2 separate regions of the Pan troglodytes genome follow, and region 1 is linked to region 2. Evidence: chromatin contacts called from public Hi-C data. All regions are on one chromosome and are shown on one strand. Each heading gives the region's core, a stretch centred on a gene start, on an enhancer-like site or on the middle of the called end of the contact. The rest is flanking DNA. Distances are from core to core; before and after follow the strand shown.

Evidence for each region. Hi-C and Micro-C count contacts between places; a contact is called where the count stands out from the background.
Region 1: a Hi-C map of stem cell-derived neural progenitor cells shows a contact between it and region 2, with 2.5 times the contacts expected there. The contact joins the promoter of PDIK1L here to the promoter of LIN28A in region 2. A contact is called at or near these places in 1 of 7 Hi-C or Micro-C datasets (stem cell-derived neural progenitor cells) and 1 of 1 datasets of contacts at active chromatin or transcription factors (stem cell-derived excitatory neurons).

Annotation. Positions count from the first base shown.
Region 1 is chr1:204,856,702-204,861,248 of NHGRI_mPanTro3-v2.0_pri, forward strand. PDIK1L (PDLIM1 interacting kinase 1 like) reads right to left here and starts at 2,163. Exons shown (of 3, transcript XM_001137143.7): 1 at 1,905-2,163.
Region 2 is chr1:204,557,224-204,561,333 of NHGRI_mPanTro3-v2.0_pri, forward strand. LIN28A (lin-28 homolog A) reads right to left here and starts at 2,421. Exons shown (of 4, transcript XM_016956893.4): 1 at 2,137-2,421; 2 at 1,477-1,673. The coding sequence starts at 2,167.

The DNA.
Region 1 (4,547 bases), core at 913-3,412, 300 kb after region 2:
GTAGAGACGGGGTTTCACTGTGTTAGCCAGGATGGTCTCGATCACCTGACCTCGTGATCCACCCGCCTCGGCCTCCCAAAGTGCTGGGATTACGGGCGTGAGCCACCGCGCCCGGCCAGAAACATTTACTTAAAAATAAAGTAAGCTACTTGGATACTTAGAATACAGTTACCTTTTTGTAGTCATTTAACAATAGCTATTTTAAAATTTTTATGTTTCCTTTTTCCTAATCATAAGACAGCTGGAGTAAACAATATCTATTTAGTTCTAGGTCATTTTTGCCAACAAAGATCCTGCATATCAAGGGGCTCTCTGACAGAGTTCTTGGGAATTCAACTTACTGAACGGTTTAAAGGCGAGGGCAAAGGCCCTGCACAGAAATGCTCATGTGTTGAATGGAGAAAGTCTAAAGTGGGCTTCCTCAGTGCCCAAAGCATTTCTAGATTATAACCAACTTCATGAACGAATTCTCATTTGTAGATTGTGACCACGGGCTAGAAAAGTAACCTGAGATTGTACAATATTTATTCTGTACAGCTGGGGAAGCAAAAGGCTACTGACCCTAGAGCCTGAGAAGTTGGGATCCACTACTTCAAGTCTACAGGATAGATTTAATAAAAAGAAATGACTTCTGAGATTGTGTTCAGTCCCACTTCCTCTAACTGGACACCCACCCTTCAAATCGCTACTGAATTTCCTAGTGTCTAATTTCCTGCCACAGAATCCTCTGCGCCGGCTGCACAGCAGACGAGCTTTCCTGCTCTACGGGGATCGCCAATCACATCCACTCAAGGTGGTTCGTGTCTCTGAAGCAGTGCCATGTCCTCTCCAGCCTGGTACAGTCCCCATGGGGAAGAGCACCTTCCTGAATAGGGAGGAGAGGGGTGTTTATGAAACCCGTGGGATCCCGGATCCAATGATGCATCCGGTGCGAACCTAAGTGACTTTCGACCGAAAGTGGCGGGCCCTCGCTCCCGCTGCTCTAACCAGGCGCTGGGACGCGAGCCGGCCAGGCCAGACACCTGCCGGCGCCCGGGAAGGGCCAGTCGCGGCCAGAGGTGTTGCCCGACGCGGCGGCTCAGGCCGCGCTCATTGGCCAAGTGTCAGGCCCTCCCCCTCCTCGGCCGTGCTCAGATGAAGCCCGGAGGGGAGCCTCCCGAGCCCCTTCGCTCTGAGGAGCCAGCCCTGCAGTTGCCTCAACTCCTCGGGGCTGGGGGCTGAGGGCCGGGGGGAGGTGGCCCCGGTATGAGAGGAGGCCGCGACTGGGGTCGGTGGCCTGAGGAGCGCAGGGCCTTCCCCAGGATGACTCCGCTGACAGGTCTGTGACAAGCCTCCCAGGGAGGGAGGCACATGCAGGGCCGTCGGCTCTGCAGCAAGACCTCTCCGCCACGCCGAAGGGCCAGATTTACCTCAGGGTAGACGCTGCCGCTTCTCCCTCTCATGGGCTCTGCAGGCCGCCATTATCGGGCAGCTCGCGCCTCCGCTGCCGCCGCCTCCAGTCAGCAGCCGGCGCGCGCCCCCGTGGTGCGCGCGGACACACCCCCTTACGCCGACGGCCCCGCCCCCCTCCGGCTTTCCGTAGCGCGAGCCGGGACGTTCCGCGCCACCGACGAGGCGCGCGGCCGGCGCTCCGCTCGCCTCCTCCCTCTCTCGAGGATTTGCGGAGCCGGGAGTCGTCGGAGGTGTGCGCGCTCCGGAGCGCACCACTGGTGCTGCTCCCCGCAGGGGTGGCCGGGCTCGGGAACCGCGAGGCCACGCCACGCCGGGGCTCGGCCACCCTCCAGCCGCAGCGGGCGCTCAGGGCCCGCGGCCCCGGGGACGGTCTGCAGCGGCAGGTCCGGGCCTGGGGCTGCGCGCGCCCGGCGGCGGCCTCCCCTCCCCCTACCCGCCCCCTTCCGACCTACCGAGCTGCGGGCTGGGGTGCGGGGCTCGCTGGGGTGGAACGCCCGGTGCATCTTCTGCGCGGGTCTCGGGTGCCTGCGGGGCGCGGTGCTCTTTGGCGGGCCCGCGGGGAGGTGCGGCCCGACCAAGGAGGCCTGGCGTCCGCCCCGCCGGGAGGGAGACTGCAGCTTTTGTCCGAGTCACTGAGCCATGTTTGCGGGCGGTGCAGTTGCCGAGACGGCGGCGGCGGCGGCGGCGCGGGGCTGGGTGCGATCATCTGGGAGGATGCCGTCCCCTGCCCCGTCGGCGCGGTGGTATCTCCCTTAAAGAGGCCGGCGCCTCATTGTTCCCCGGCCGCGGCCGCAGGGAGCCAGGGCCACCTCCTCGGCGTGGGGAGTGAGGGCGCGGCGGCGCCTGCACCTGGCTGCGGCGCCCGCAGCGCCCCCCCCACCGAGGCTCCTGGTGGAGGGTTGGTCTGCAGTCGGCGCAGGGGAGAGGCCTTGGTCCGAGCCAGGATCCACCGCGCTCCTGCCGCTCTCGGGGCTGGACAGTCAATGGGGTCCCCGCCGCTGCTGCAGTCACTCGGCTGCCACACGCTGTTAGTCAGATCCCGCACGCTGTTGGCCCCACAGCCAGCCCGGGGTCACTTAGGACCGCATTCGTCAGTCATCCAGTTGTTAGATCAGTAAGCATCCGCCAGAAAAGTCCATTCCTTCTTACTCGATTTATTCTGCACCCATTACTTCTCAGCAGGGTGATGATTCCTCCTCCCAGCGCTCGCTCTATAAGGCACGATGTACAAAGAATCCCTGTCGCTGTGCTCAAAGATCAACCCATTTTATTTTCTGTCCTTTATGCCCCTTCTCCCGAGAGTCTGGCACTGGGTTAGGTCTTTATATAAATGATCTTGCTTAATCCTAACCAAACCCCACAAGAGTAGGTTTTATTATCCTGTTTTTACAGGTGAGGAAACACCTCTGCCTCTTCTCACTGAAGTGTCTGTTTTGAGATGTGTCTACCTTGAATACCCATTCCTGGTGTAACACACCCTCCCCTTAAAAAAAAAAAAACAACAACCGTTCTGTAATCTGTTCAGATTTTTGTCCTGAGTGCCATCCAAGTGTCAAGTCTTCAGCTGTTTGCTGGAAACACTGGTGTCAGCCAAGACTTATTTCCCGCCCTCAAAAGTAGAGGGAAAATATAGAAGGCTCTGCGTAGACAGCTAACTACCTGTGTGGGTTATTGATCCGAATCAGGGGAGGGACCTCTCTCTCGATCAAAGTAGCGTTTTCATTTTGTCTCAGTCATTAAATATCATAGGAACCCTTGCTCTTAAGTCAGCTGCAGATGAGATTTGAAATCCACTCTCGCCCCCAGTTTAGGCTCACTGTTAAGTCTGTGAGGGGGGTTTAGATCTTGTGGGACCTGAAACTTAAATAATTTGGGGTGTCCTCCTGAGGAAAAATGTTATAAAATGGCCCTGTGAACACATATCTGGAACACTGGAAAGGGTCCCTATAAGTAAAGGACTCTGAAGCTTAAGATTCATTAGTTTCAAGGTAAATCTGCCTCCTGCTTATTATGTTACGTCGTTTTTTTTAGCCTGTAGGCCTCCTGGAGGACTGAGAATTCCTAGGGGCAGGAACCTTGTCTGTGATTCATCTCTGCAGCCTCCTCAATCTGATATGGTATCAAAATACACCTAAGGCTAGCATTCTCATACATAGCTGGTGGGAAGACAAAGTGATATAACAGTTAACAAGGAAATTTGGCAATATATAGCAATATTATTTGATCCAGTAACCCTAGATCAAGTACTAGATTTCGAGGAATCTATCCTAGTAATATACTGGCAAACACACACACACAAAACAACAAACCTGTATGTACAGGGCTGTTCATTATGGCATTAATGAATAGCAAAAGATTGGAAACTGCTCACATGTCTAATGATAAAGAACTGGTTGAATAAATTATAGTACATACACAGGATAAAGTACTATGCAGCCATGAAAAGCTATGTGGAAGAGGCCTGGCATGGTGGCTCACACCTGTAATCCTAGCACTTTGGGAGGCCGAGGTGGGCGGATCACTTGAGGTCAGGAGATCAAGACCAGCCTGGCCAATGTGGTGAAACCCTGTCTCTACTAAAAATACAAAAATTAGGCGGGTGTGGTGGCACTTGCCTGTAGTCCCAGGTACTTGGGAGGCTGAGGCAGGAGAATCTCTTGAACCTGGGAGGCGGAGGTTGCAGTGAGCCGAGGTCAAGCCACTGCGCCCCAGCTTGGGCGACAGAGCAAGACTCTGTCTCAAAAAAAGAAAAAAACAGAGCAAGACTCTATCTCAAAAAAAAAAAAAAAGATGTGGAAGATTTCTTATATATACTAATAAACATATACTAATATCAAGTGATCTGTTTATTAAGTGAAATAAGCAAAGTGCATACAGTGTTTATAGTATGCTATTACATGTGAGTAATGGAGAGATAAATATACATTAAGTGCTTATATTTAAAAGGTAAACAATGGAAGAATAAATCCCAAACTTCTAAAAAAATAGTTGCCTATGTGGGTTGGAGGGGATAGAGATGGGAATGAGACTTCTATGAATATACCTTTTATATAGTACAATTTTGGACTCTTGTAAACATTTCACGTATTTATAAG
Region 2 (4,110 bases), core at 1,171-3,670:
CAATTACTTCCTGTGGGTTATCATTCACATATGTAAATGAGACAGAGGAGGGAGAAAAGCCACCAGTGGGAAACTAGCTGTCTAATGGGGGGTTGGGGAAATAAGGGTGCTGCAAGGGGGCAGCTCAGTATCCTGCTGCAGGTCCTCTTGGCAGATGTTCAAGTAGCCCACTGACCCCATGGCCCCAACAGTAAGTGGTGGCTCCCCATCTCCCTGCGTCTATTTCCCTTGTTTGTTCCTCACTGAAGGCTGTGCTCAAAGACGTCCCTGCTGCCTCCAACTAGTCTACCCAGCATCTCCCTTCCCTACCCCTCCCCCAAAGAATGCCATCCCTTCAGGCTCCAACCCTTAATCCCCACATCCTCCTTTCCCCTCCCCCACACCTCCTAAAGCCAACCTCCCTTAAGTAACCCCTCCCTGCCCGGCCTGGGTGTCAACCTACACGATCTGGGATTAGCAATTTCTTCTTTCCAGATCCAGCTCCAAACCTCCAAAGATGGAAGGGCCATAGGCAGCAAGCAACTTCCTTTCCATGGTCTTTATGGGTAGCTGGTGGCCCAGGACCACCGGAATGCCTCTAGGATATTCAGGAAGGGGAAGCCTGGGAGGAGGGAGACCTGAAGTCTCTGGCTCCTTGTTTGAGGCCAGGAATGTTAAGACAGCAATCAATGGCTGTCTGGGGCCATAAATGCCAAGCGGAGAATAGGACCAGAGGCCAGCCTCCCTTCACCCCCTGCCCTGCGACACTGAATTTCACCCCCTACTGTGCTGCCCTGCTTTAACTGAGAACTTGGGGTTGTGACCTACCAACTTCCCTCCCAGCCTGGCCCAGGAATGTAAGGAAGGCCTGGGCTCTTTGGGTTTTCCTTCCTCACGGGAACTGGACAGCAAAGACCCCAGTCCTGAGCTTTCAAGCCCCCACAGGGATCCTTCAGGGATCTGCCAAACCCAGTTTTTAGTGACCAGCCAGGTGAGGTCTGCATTAAAAAGGGGATGAGGCTGACTTCTCGGCTTTATGCCCCTTGGGTCCAGTAGCCAGTTGCCCTCACTCTCTCCCGCCTTCTGAGCTCCATTCAGACGTTGGAGGAGCTGGGCTCCCGGCTCAGGCCCGGCATGTGCTTCCCTGGCCGGCCTGCTCGCCCTCCCCCCACCGGCAAGCACAATACAACCTTAGTTTCTGCCACATGGGGTCACCTCCCTGCCCCCTGCCCCTTCCCAGGGGAAAGAGGTAATAGACACGTGGTAAGCCGGAGGGGTTCCCGGAAGGGGGCGGGGGTGCTGATAATTGGTGCTGCCTCCCACTACTCCCCCACGAGATAGTTAACAGGGACTCAGAATTGGGGTGCCGAAGCAAAGACAGGGACGTATAATGAGGGCTCCCGATGGCCCTCAATTCAACTGCGAGCCCGGAGCCCACCCGTGGATATGGGCGCCTAGACGCCCTTCCCTGGGCAAAGTTACCGGAATCAGTCTCACCTGGTGCACAAAGACATCCACTGGGGGGTCGAGCGCGACCCCGGCGCGGGCGGTCATGGACAGGAAGCCGAACCCCATGCGCACGTTGAACCACTTACAGATGCCCGCACCGTGCAGCAGCTGAGGCTCGTCCGCCGCCCGGGCCGCGTCCTCCGGCGCCTCCTCGGGCGCCTCTTCTGCCGCCTTGGCGCAGCCACCTGGAGAGAGGGAGGGCCGGGCACTTAGCTGGGGGGCACGGGATCAGAGGGCCGTCTCGGGCCCCAGGCAGGGAGACCCGAGTGTCCAGCCCCACAAGTGGACAGCCAGGAGGGGTCAGCTACCAAGCAACAGAAGAGAAGAAACCTATCCCGGTCGCCTCCCGCGTTCCCCTAGCGTACACCGGGACAGCAGTGCCCCGAAAGTTTTGCTCCTCTTCCCACAACGCGTTTCCCAGAGACTCACGGCGGGACAAGCCTCTCCCCTCCATCCACCCACGTAGTCTGGCGCGCACGCCACTGGGACACCAAGGTTCCTTGCCCCAGAGACGGCCCTATGAAGCAGAAGGCCGCACCGTCTTGGGGTCCTTTGGGCAGCATAGGACTCAGTTCCCCACCTCCCTTCTACGTGGCTCCTGGCCGCCCCTGAATCCTAAAGTGTCCCCGCTAAGTCCCGAGCTCGAACCTGCAAACTGCTGGTTGGACACGGAGCCCATGGTCGTCGGCTGAGCCCGTGGCCCCGGGCCCCTGGTCGGGTGGCTGCTGGCCCCGGAGAAGTCCGAAGGCAAAGGGTTGGTCCGGAGCAGAAGCTGCTACATCTTCCCCCGCACAATAGCGGTGGGAGGGCCCACGGCTTTTCAAAGGCTCCCAAATTCTAAAAGACAATGACCCAACCCCCCGCGGGCAGCCCCCTCCCCTCCCCTCCCTCTCCTTTCCCCTCCCTTTCCCTCCGGCTCCAGCTCCGGCCCTCCCCCACCACTCCGGTCTCTGACACCTCTGGGGTGTCCCTTCTCAGAACCTTGAGGTTTGACACCCCCTCCCCACACGCACATCTGGAGATGGGTCTGTCTGCCCTAGAAGACTTGAGTACCCCAGAATTTGGGATCCTGCACTTTGGACTCAGTAGGGATCCCCAAAGCAGATACAGGTGGGGGACCTGGTGGGGGGGGTAGTTTTAAAACCACGTGACTGCACACACATACACCACCCCCACCCCCCGCGCAGATAATTATACATTCCAGAGAGTTGGGGGAGGGAGGTGTGAGCCTGGCGGCGCTGGCCAATCAGAAACACAAACCACCTGTCAAGGGAGAAATGAATGGGCCCTCCCCCTCCCCCAGCCCTTGAGCGCCCCTCCCCCTCTCTTCCCCCTCAGGCCTCTGAGCTGACCCGGCTGCTTGGAGCTGACCCGCTCTCACCCCCCACCCCCGTGTGCTTAGATAGACCTGGAGTTCTGGACACTGGGAAGCCCGGGATGGGGGAGCAGGGGAGAGGCTGGGGACACACAGGGCTGATCTGTCCTGACCAAAGCGCTGCCTTCCAAAGTCTGTCTGCCTCTGACTACATCTGAATGTCTGCCTCCCAGAGTTTCTGACTCAGAGTTTTTCTGGGCCTCCCCCAGTTAGAAAAGAGAAAGTGCTCTTAATTGATTCTTTGTAAAGAATTCTTCCTTCTTTCCTCCCTCCAAACCTGTGTGTCTAAAGTTAGCCCCAGGTAAGCTCCCAGGAGAGCAGGAGGAATCCAAAGAGTCTTGAAGCTGTTTCTCCACCAGCTGCCTTCTCGTCCTACCCCCATCCCATCCCCATCCACTGCTGAGAGAGGGACTGGGTGGGCTGGTGGGTAGAGGTACTTCCTCTCTACTCTTCACACTCTTAGATTCCTAGGCCCTCCTTGTTTCAGAGTAACCACCCTAAAATGCGCTCCCATTCCATAGTGGGGTTGGTGGAGGAACAGGACTGGGGGGCCTCCTCATTTGAAGAGGTAACCTCCCCTTCTAGGAGATAAAGACGGCTGGCTAGTGGGGGTGGCTACTGCCCTGGTCGGAGATGGACAATGGCCCGGGTCTCAGTGCACGGCCCTGGCCCTGCCCCTTCACTTCCGGTGTTCAGTTCAAACTGGACAATGCCAGCTCCGGCCAGTTCCCCTCCCCCACCACTACAACCCATTTAAAGGGACAGAGCCTGCTTTCGGGGGCATCCGCTTGCTCTGAATTCAATCTTCTCCACCGAGTGTGCAGAACCTTTTGGAATTCTCACGCTGTGGCTCTGTGTGTGTGTTTGTGTGTGTGTGTGTGTGTGCACGCGCGGATGTGGGCACATGTGTATTTCAGAGAGACCGGATGAGTGGGGGTAGGGAAGGGGAAGATGGGGAGGAAAGCAAGAGACTGCAGAAGTTATTTCCCTTTCTCTCCTACGGGGTGCTCTCCAAGAAATGAAAACTTGAGCGTAAGGAATGGGAGGTGGGACTTCGTGGGGTAAAAAGGACAAGAGTGGCCCTTTGCTGCTCCGCCTAAAAAATACATATCGTTAACAAATATTATTAGCAGTGCCCGACTCCCAACTGAGGACTCTAATTTAGAATTATCAAGAGTTCTCCTAGTACATCAGCCAAAGCCATTTTTATTTACATAATTCTCCCCTCCCAAAAGTCTTATCTCCCG